Regions from separate parts of the Mus musculus genome. Here region 1 is linked to region 2. Evidence: chromatin contacts called from public Hi-C data. All regions are on one chromosome and are shown on one strand. Each heading gives the region's core, a stretch centred on a gene start, on an enhancer-like site or on the middle of the called end of the contact. The rest is flanking DNA. Distances are from core to core; before and after follow the strand shown.

What was found. A called contact is a pair of places that touch in the nucleus more often than the background predicts.
Region 1: a contact with region 2 is called in a Hi-C map of cranial neural crest, with 4 times the contacts expected there. The contact joins two enhancer-like sites. A contact is called at or near these places in 1 of 39 promoter capture datasets (the 3T3-L1 cell line) and 1 of 484 Hi-C or Micro-C datasets (cranial neural crest).

What each region holds. Positions count from the first base shown.
Region 1 is chr2:51,911,258-51,915,342 of GRCm38.p6, reverse strand. No RefSeq gene overlaps it. Among named protein-coding and RNA genes, the nearest start is that of Rbm43, 22 kb to the left of the region's middle. Within about 2 kb of position 2,467, at least 29 of the 459 cell types and tissues checked have an H3K27ac peak or open chromatin away from gene starts, as enhancers often do.
Region 2 is chr2:51,563,179-51,567,779 of GRCm38.p6, reverse strand. No RefSeq gene overlaps it. Among named protein-coding and RNA genes, the nearest start is that of Gm13491, 45 kb to the left of the region's middle. Within about 2 kb of position 1,754, at least 7 of the 459 cell types and tissues checked have an H3K27ac peak or open chromatin away from gene starts, as enhancers often do.

The DNA.
Region 1 (4,085 bases), core at 1,218-3,717, 350 kb before region 2:
CTCAATATTAAAGAGACTCGCTGCTCAGGAGTGTGTTGTAGGTGACTTAGCTGGGCTGTCCTTGAGTGGGAACTAGTTTCTCCAGGATTGGCTTTTTTGTTTCAAAATTGGGTTGAGACTCAGAAGCAGTTACAATCTGATAAAGCACTAGAGGGCGCCAGACCCCTTTGTGAGGAATTCTTTGTCCTGCAGAGCCTGTCAACCTGTGACTTCAGGGATCAGCCTGAGTCCATTGGCAAGATTACACATGCATTAGAAATGCAACAATCACAGACTTTAGAGAGTAAAGTTACGATTGCACATTAAAACGGACTTGAGAGACCTATTACCTAAGACAATCTATGGACCTTACTTGAGTCATAGAGCAAACATCATTCTTAAAGTGATCTTTGTGAGACAACCAGGGAAATTCGATCAGGAATAAAAGTTATATTATGGAATTATTATTTGTTTTATTAGGTGTGGTAATGGTATCTTGGCAATGCTAAAAATTCCTTAACTATTAATGTTTTCATGGAATCACTTGATGCCAAAACTCATTATAAAATATTCTACAAAGGGGTTGGAGAGATGGCTCAGCAGTTAGAGCACTGACTGCTCTTCCGAAGGTCCTGAGTAATCCCAGCAACCACGTGGTGGCTCTCGACCATCCGTAATGAGATCTGGCGCCCTCTTCTGGTGTGTCTGAGGACAGCCACAGTGTACTTACATATAATAAATAAATCTTTAAAAATATTCTACAAAGGTGGGATGCAGCTTAGTTATAGATAGTTGTCTAGTATCTACGATAAAGTGATAAGGTGTGCTCATATCCCTGACTCTCTTTCTGTCTCTCTCTGTCTCTCTCTGAGTAGTGGATAATAGAAGACATTAGACGGATATTAGCTTGATAGTTGTTGGAACAGGCGTTCATTGAAGCATTTGTTGTACTTTTGTGAGTTTCTGAAAAATTCTGTGAGAAATAAAGATGAGGTCTGGAGAAGTGTTTCAGCTGACGGGGTGAGTTTGACAATCTGAGGTTGCTTCCTGGAACCCACAGGGCAGAAGGAAGAACCCTCTGATCACCACACATGCAGTGTGTGCTAAACACACACACACACACACACACACACACACACACACACGAGAGAGAAAGGGAAGATGAAAATGTACTATATATATTTCAATGTGTATTTATACTTTAAAATTTTGTTTTATACACACACACACACACACACACACACATATGATATGCCTTTCTTAGCTTACAAAGTCAGATGTACAAGAAAATAGTACTCCCCCCCCCCATACTCCAGTACTTTCAATTTCTAGTTTGAGCCTCTTTTCTAGATGTCAGAAATGAACATCATTTATGCCAGACTTCCCTGGTATTTCACTATCAGAAACATAACCCAAGAGAGTCTGGGATATCTCCTTTTTCCACAGCAGAATTGCAGAGTGGGAGTCAGGGCATGCAGGGGGTGGTGGGAGTTTGCTGATGGATCTAGTGTGTCATCTTAGGTCAAAAATCTCTTAAGTCCATTTTGTTCTTCTCTTGTATCCTTGTAAACAATAGCCACATTGTCTGATGAAAGTCTGCAGGGGCTCCCGGGTCTGCCTCTCAAATGGACCCCCAAGCCTCTCTTGAAACAGAAGTCATACCTGGAGGTTTCCCTCTGGCCTTCTTAGCTCCATGGCTCGGTCATTTCTGACGGGCCACACCTATGGCAGGTGTGGTATGGCGGCCTTGAGAATTCTAGGATACTTGCAGCTTCCACAGGTCCAATAGGAGAATAATTACTCTGGCTTTTAAATCTTCTGACACATCTAGGCTTTTAAAGGGTCCCAACAGGGTGAAAGGCTAGGGTGTGGGTCAATGGTATAATGCATGGCTAGCATGCGCACAGTTCCACCCCCAGCATCATACACACAAAAGGTAGTTAGGAATGTGGGGTCGGGACTTGAATAGACCTGTGTTCTGACCCAGAACCTATGCCTTAAGTGGGTATCAGGTATATACTTAAGTTTTTTTTTTTTTATTTTTATACAACATGTTAGTATTTATAAAGCAGAGTCAGTGAAATTTTGCTTAAACAAGACTAAGTACAACAAAAAGAATTTGGACCTTCGTATAAAACTCATACATGACAGGCATTTAAAAAAACATTATTAGCAAAAAGACAACAAGCAGGAAAAGCCTCTTATCTAATTTTTCCACCTGGTTACTGGATCTTTCTCCTAAGACTTAGTAAGCTATTAGCTCGGGCCTTAAAGGGCCGTGTGGGAATCCAGGTGGAGCCCCAGGCACCAAAGCTGCCACGACTTAGGAAAAATGTTCTCTCTGGCATCCAGTCCGAGGTCTGTGGAGCTGAAACTCCCCTGGTATTTTAAGAAAATAACTGGGAAGCTTTCGTTCCCAGTGCGGCCCATCCTTTATGAGCTGTCAGTGGAAAGGAAGCAGATGAAAGAGGGGGTGGGGGGAATTCTTACAGTATCATGTCACTGTGGCCTCAGGGAAACAGAGGAGAAGAAACCCAAGCAATTCATAGTGGACAAGCTTCCAGATGTTTATTGTCAAGACTTCTGCTCAGGATAGAAAGAAAACCTTAACTGTGCTATGTCCTTCTGCACTGTAAGAAAAAGCCACTCTTCGTTCCTCGGGTCTTCCTACCTTGATGGCCTCTGCGGTCTGGTCCAGAGAAGGAAGATGGCGGGTTGGCTGTTCTGTTTCTCTGGGATACCTGGACTGAAACTCCAGGCTAAACTACTGCTGACGCCTTTCTGATCCTGGACGTTAGGTTCCAGTCCCTCTGGAAAGAGACGTCCAGTTTGGGATTAGTTTTCTTCTACACGCAGGATGGATGGCGTTGAGAAGGTACCAGGAACAGGCTCTGCGTGAGAAATCCCGTTCTTACACACACATGCTCTATATCCAGATGCAATCTTTTAATTAATCATAGGAGCTCAGAGCGCTCAGCTGCATTTTAATGCTTTTAAAGTACGTTCAGTGGGGGAAAAAAAGCTTCGTTTTTTGAAATCAATGGTTATTATACTGTTTCTTAACAGAAACCTTTCAAGTCAGGATGTCTTAAAGAGTGCATTTGGAGAGGGGGGGGTGCTGTGAAAGTTTCCTTTTAATGCTATAAATCTTGTGATTACATTGGGTGCCCTCAGATAATCCAGATAAGTCCTCTATCACAGAGTTCACAGCATGTTCACATCTGCAAAGTCATTTTGCCTTATAAGGTAGCATATTTACAGCCTTTGAAGACTAGCGCTGGATTCTTTCTGAACCATTATTCAACCTACCACAGTGTACTTCTGACCACCAAAGATTTATTTCCCTTTCTCACGCAGGATATATTCATCCCCTCCTACTTGCCTCTGAAAGGCTCAACCCAAAATATAAAATGTCATCAATTCAAAGTCCCAGATCTCAACAGGAATGGGTGAGGCCATCACAGGCCTTTCTGAGGCAAGAGTCATTGCAGTCAGAGAACATATGCATCTCAAGAAGTGCTTTCTCTACTCCTCCGCAGTGGTGGGGCTGGCGGTAGGATTGGGTAAGATGCATTCCAGGGAGTCCTGGAAGGGGTAAAGATACCACCTTCTACCAAGCAAGGTCAAAACCAGGCTGGGATGACAGCATCGGGTTTCACAGCCTGGGAAAAGTCCTCCTCATATTGTAGCTCCATGCTCTGCGCTTGAGTCGTTCTCTACAGAATATTCTTCATGAAGAAAAGCCGGTGTTTGCAGATGAGCACTTTTGTAAGTCTGCTTCCTGCCTGGAGAACTTTTGAAGTCTTAACTCCTCGCGCCCTCCGCTTCTTCCATTTGGTCCCCGCGTTGGTTGTCTGTAACAAGTGCCCGGGATGAAGGGCTGATAGAAATGAAAACGGAACGAGTTTTACTTTGGCCTGCAGTGTTTGACACTTTGGACTTAACTTTGGGGTTGGTTCCGTGGTTCCGATGCTTTTGGGTCTGTGGTACAGCCGCAATTGTGGCGGAGAGTCCGTGAGGGAACAAGCTGCTCAACTGGCAGTGGCCAGGAAGCAAAAAGAGAGGAGACCAATGCCTCATAGTCCTCTTCAAGGGAAAGGTGACTT
Region 2 (4,601 bases), core at 505-3,004:
CTCTACATGTAAGGTTCAAGGTGGGTAGAATATCAAGCCAGTTTGTGGATGAGCTGCCTGGTGAGAGGTTTATGATAGCCTGTGGTAAGTGGTATATGGAGTCATATCCATATATCTTGCTATATACTTGATGATTTGTAACTACTCCACAGGGGTTTTACAGCTAAAAAACTGGACGTAGAACTATCTATGCATTTTCAGTATGATAAAAGAACTTTTAGTCGTTGAAGTCATGAAATTAGAATATAAAACTGTCTTTGTGAAATGGGATGTATACAATATGGTAACATTTGGTAGCTTTTTAATAAGTGAGTATTAGAAGGTATATACTTGAAATTTTACTTTAAAAATAGACACCTATTAGCTTCCAAAATATGTCACTGCACTGGAATTAGTATTGGATTGTTGTTGCTAATGTTTTAAAAACAATTTCTCCATTTGCAACAGACACACTCTAAATATTTACAGCAGTTAGCTCTGCAAAAAACCTTTAGATGAGTCAAATAAATAATTTATTAAAGTGTCAGTTACATAGTAAATTATTAGGAAGATGGGAATGTTTAAGAATAACCACAGTATAAAAACTCAAGTGGTTCTCCTTAAGTGGTTCATAATTTCCTTGCCCCGTTAGTTCCCTCTTGCCCCTTACCCATAAGCTGCAAGTTAATAGAAAACAGGGATCTGCGTGTATAGACTCAGGAGATTACATTTGTGGATCCAAAGATTGGTTATTTTATTCCGTTTATTTGGATTTCAGGAAAGCAGGAAACACATTTAACCCTTAAACATCATGGGAATAGGTCATATAACACAGTCACGAACCTCTCACAACAAATTAAATATAGCCAGGTGTGAGGGAAAATAAATTCCATATGTTAAAAATTATTTGAAGAGATAGAATTTCACTTGAAAATATAAATGGAATTTGGGGGTCCTTTCATTAAAAGATTTATTAAACTGTAACATGTCCAATAACCAGTGCTTATGTGAAAAATATGGTGAAGTCACCACTATAGCCAAAAAATACCACTGAGTATATACTCGAAGGCCTTGTTCACACTAGAGCTAAGCTTCTGCTTGCTTGAAGTGGACATCTTTCCCTTTTCTGTGTTAGGCTATTTACTGGGTTCTTTAAAATTTCTCGAGGGTGGTAAATGTTCTAGAAACTTCTTTAATCTTGAAAGAAAGCAATGTGTCACGATCTGTGGTTTCAAATGGAGTTCCTCTCCTACTGATGAAGAGCTAACTACATGCTTGCCTCTTGTCAGGTACTTTACATATGTAAGTCTGTTCTGTTCACATCTCAAGCTTATGCTGTTCTACTGATGTCCTCCTAGACCAGGAATGGAGGTGGAAGATTTAGCACCTTGGTTTTTCCCATCCTGTAGAGAGTGAGTGCAGAGTCCAGTTCTCCCTGGTTACAGAGCACTTGAGTAGGCCGTGTTGTTTCCTTATGAAGAGAATGTTAAAGACAATGAAAGGAGAGCAGCAGAACGTTGTGGAATGGTGGAGAGGAGATGCCTAGACGAAGCTACTTGGCTGTATCTTCATTGGCTAGGTGCTTCCTTGGCTGGACATCAGCCATGATTTATGCTTTGCCAGGCTTAAACGCTTATGATATAGTCTAGTAAGTGCATTCCAATTTTATAGACAGGAAGCCTCATTACCTGAAAGTCCCAAGGTCAGACCACTAATGAGTGGGAGGACCAGCTTTGCAAACCCTAGACTCTGTGCTTTTTCTTTCCTTTCCCAGGAGAGGAGGGAAAAATATCCACAAATGCTACACACAGGGTTGGTCTGCAAAATATACCAGACACATCCAAATCTACTGATCCTAACCATTTCCTTCTGAACTCTAATCAGTTCTTAGTTCATTTCATTTCACTCTGCTCAGTCTATACGAACTAATCAGAATGGCTCCAAAGGCTCCTCTAGGGAGGAAGGGCACAGGAATGGGGATGGGGGTGGGAGGTAGGCATGGCTAGCATCAAATCTTTCCAGACCTCCTTTCTTATCTACTTTAGTTCTAGCACAACTTCATTTAAGCCCAAAGCAGCAGAACCTGTTCATAAACATTGCAATAGGTTAGCTGTCAGGAGCAAAAGCCTTCCCGTGTGAATATACAGAGGGAAATGTTAAAGCTTATTTTGTTAAAATCAAGCCTGAACCAAATCAGCTCCTTCTCTTTCCACATGGCTCTCTGGACTCCTGGGATTGTATCAAGTAGACAAAGAACCTCTGAGACTCTGTAGCAGAGTGTGAACTGAAAGAAAGACTGACTCTAGTGGTTGGCTCTGTAGTTTGGGTATGAAGTGAATCCTATAGAAAGGTTCATGGGATGAAAGGCTGGTCCCCAGGGCATAGTACTACTATAAGAAGTTCTAGAAAGTTGATGAATTGGTACCTACCTGAAGGAAGTAGGTCACTAGTGGTGTGCCTTTGGGGATCATGTCTGGTTTTCATCCTCTTCCTCTGTGCCACATGTTCCTCATGCCATGCTGTTCTTCTTAACCATGGACTCCGAGTCTGTATCCAAGATCTGAGAACTTCTGAAACCATGAAGCAAAATAAGTCTGACGTCCCTTTAATTATCTTTCTTAGTTGTTATGTCAAAGAGGTGAGAAACTAGTACAGCCAGCAAACACTCTTATCATATAAGCTCCCCACATTGTGATTTTGTAGCGAGAGTGTTTATCCATCCAATAATGGTATAGCACTGACAGTGGAAGCTAGAGAGCGTAAAGAGAACAATAGTTCCACAGCAAGGACCACAAGCTCTCACTAGGCTCTCAATCCAACACGCAGCCCATGTCAGAAGTAAACTGTGTTTAACTTTAAAGAATAGAAAGACTGAAAACACATTGAGTAGTAAATGAACTGAGTTTCTGCCATATTGGTTTTCTTAGAGGGATGAGTTTGTTAAGCACAGTGTGCTGGTACAGGCACCGAGGGACACCCTGACAACACCGTCAACAAGGGAGAGTTCCCAACAGGTTCCTTTCATTGTCATTTGAGAATGACTTTATGTGAGCAGACAGAAACCACAGGTAGAGGGAAACAATGTTTCTTTTTCTGTGAGTAGCTTAAGTCACTTATATGGTTGTCTCCCGTAGCATTGATTTCCTACAAATGACATAACTTTATTCTTGTTTTTTCCCCTAACATTCCTGTTTCACCACTGTTGAAAATCAAGTGGAGAACTAGGAGAAGGTGAGATATCTCTGAACTCCCAAGTCCTGCCTCGCCATTGAGCCTTGTTCTCTGCCTTCCTTCTAGAGATGTAGGACTGTGACATCATTGTTTGGTGCCTCCCTTTGAGCTCTGAAGGCCATGAATGGGAGCATGCATAGTTTTGTTAACACACCATCCTGATACCTGGTACATTCATGGAACAATTTATTTTCAACAGAGTATTTTCCTTACACTCTAGTTTACAGTACTTCTTATCATTCCTTTTGGTCAACCATGCCTAACTTATCTGTTTATCTGGCAAATATCTAATAATAGGTATTAGTAAGATCGATTCAGGCTGGTATGATTTTTATCAGACAATAAACACACATATTTCTTTTAGAAACAGATGTGTTAGAAGGATGTAAGCCCATGCCTCCCCTTTCTGTCTATGTCCCCTTTCTGTCTCTGTCACCGCCGTAACATTACTTGGCTCAGCTGTTTCAGATGAAGTCAGGGTTCAGTGGCCGCTTCCTTGGCATGTGATACAGCATTCCTGCCAGCTGCCACACTTAAGAAGACTGTACACTTAAAGCTGCAATTGCTCTCTCAGAACTTTAACTCAGCTGTCAATAAGGAGCCCTGTGATTTTATTTTGCTCTACACCTTGCAAATTATGGAGCTGGTCTTGCTTGGATTATCCACTTTCAAACGAGCAAAAGAAAATACTTGCAGAAACAAGACTGGAAGACAGCAGTTTCCTTAAGCAAAGCCTTGGATGCCTTGCTCAGCTGCACACACAAGATGAACAATTAGTGATCACTGTGCAGGCAATCAAGTGGCAAAACAGGGTCCCAACTTCTAGGTCATGTCTTTGATTTGGGTTTAATCATAAGGTTTTAAAATGAATTCCCTGAATAAGGTGTAGACTTGTAATATCATTGGAGAAATGCTTTTCAAAATCAAATTCATTCCTTCAGTCATGGCTCATTGTTTTTGTCTCCCTCCCCCAAGTTCAGATAGTTTCTGGTTAGTGGAAAATGATTGTGCAGAAGCTGATGGCTGGAGATACAGCTCTCTGCAACTCCAGTGTAATGCTGTCTCTTTTCCTCCCAAATATCATTTCCAGCTGTTTCCTGTGTAGTTGCTGTAGCAACATAATGGCTGCCAATTGTTTTTAAATGTTCTTCAAAATGTAAATAGCAGTCTTCTTTGTTACCAGTGTAGTTCAAGAAACATGCCCTACATCATGTGCAATGCCCTGGACTTTTGCCTGCAGATGTCTCTTCTTCTTGCAAGCGGCTGATTTCCATAATTGTGAGATGCACCTCCTCCAACCACATTTCAGGGATCTCTGCCCCTGGTCAATTGCTCTTCCTTCATCCCTCAACACTGAATAATCACTGCAGCGTGTCCTAGCTGGTGTCGGG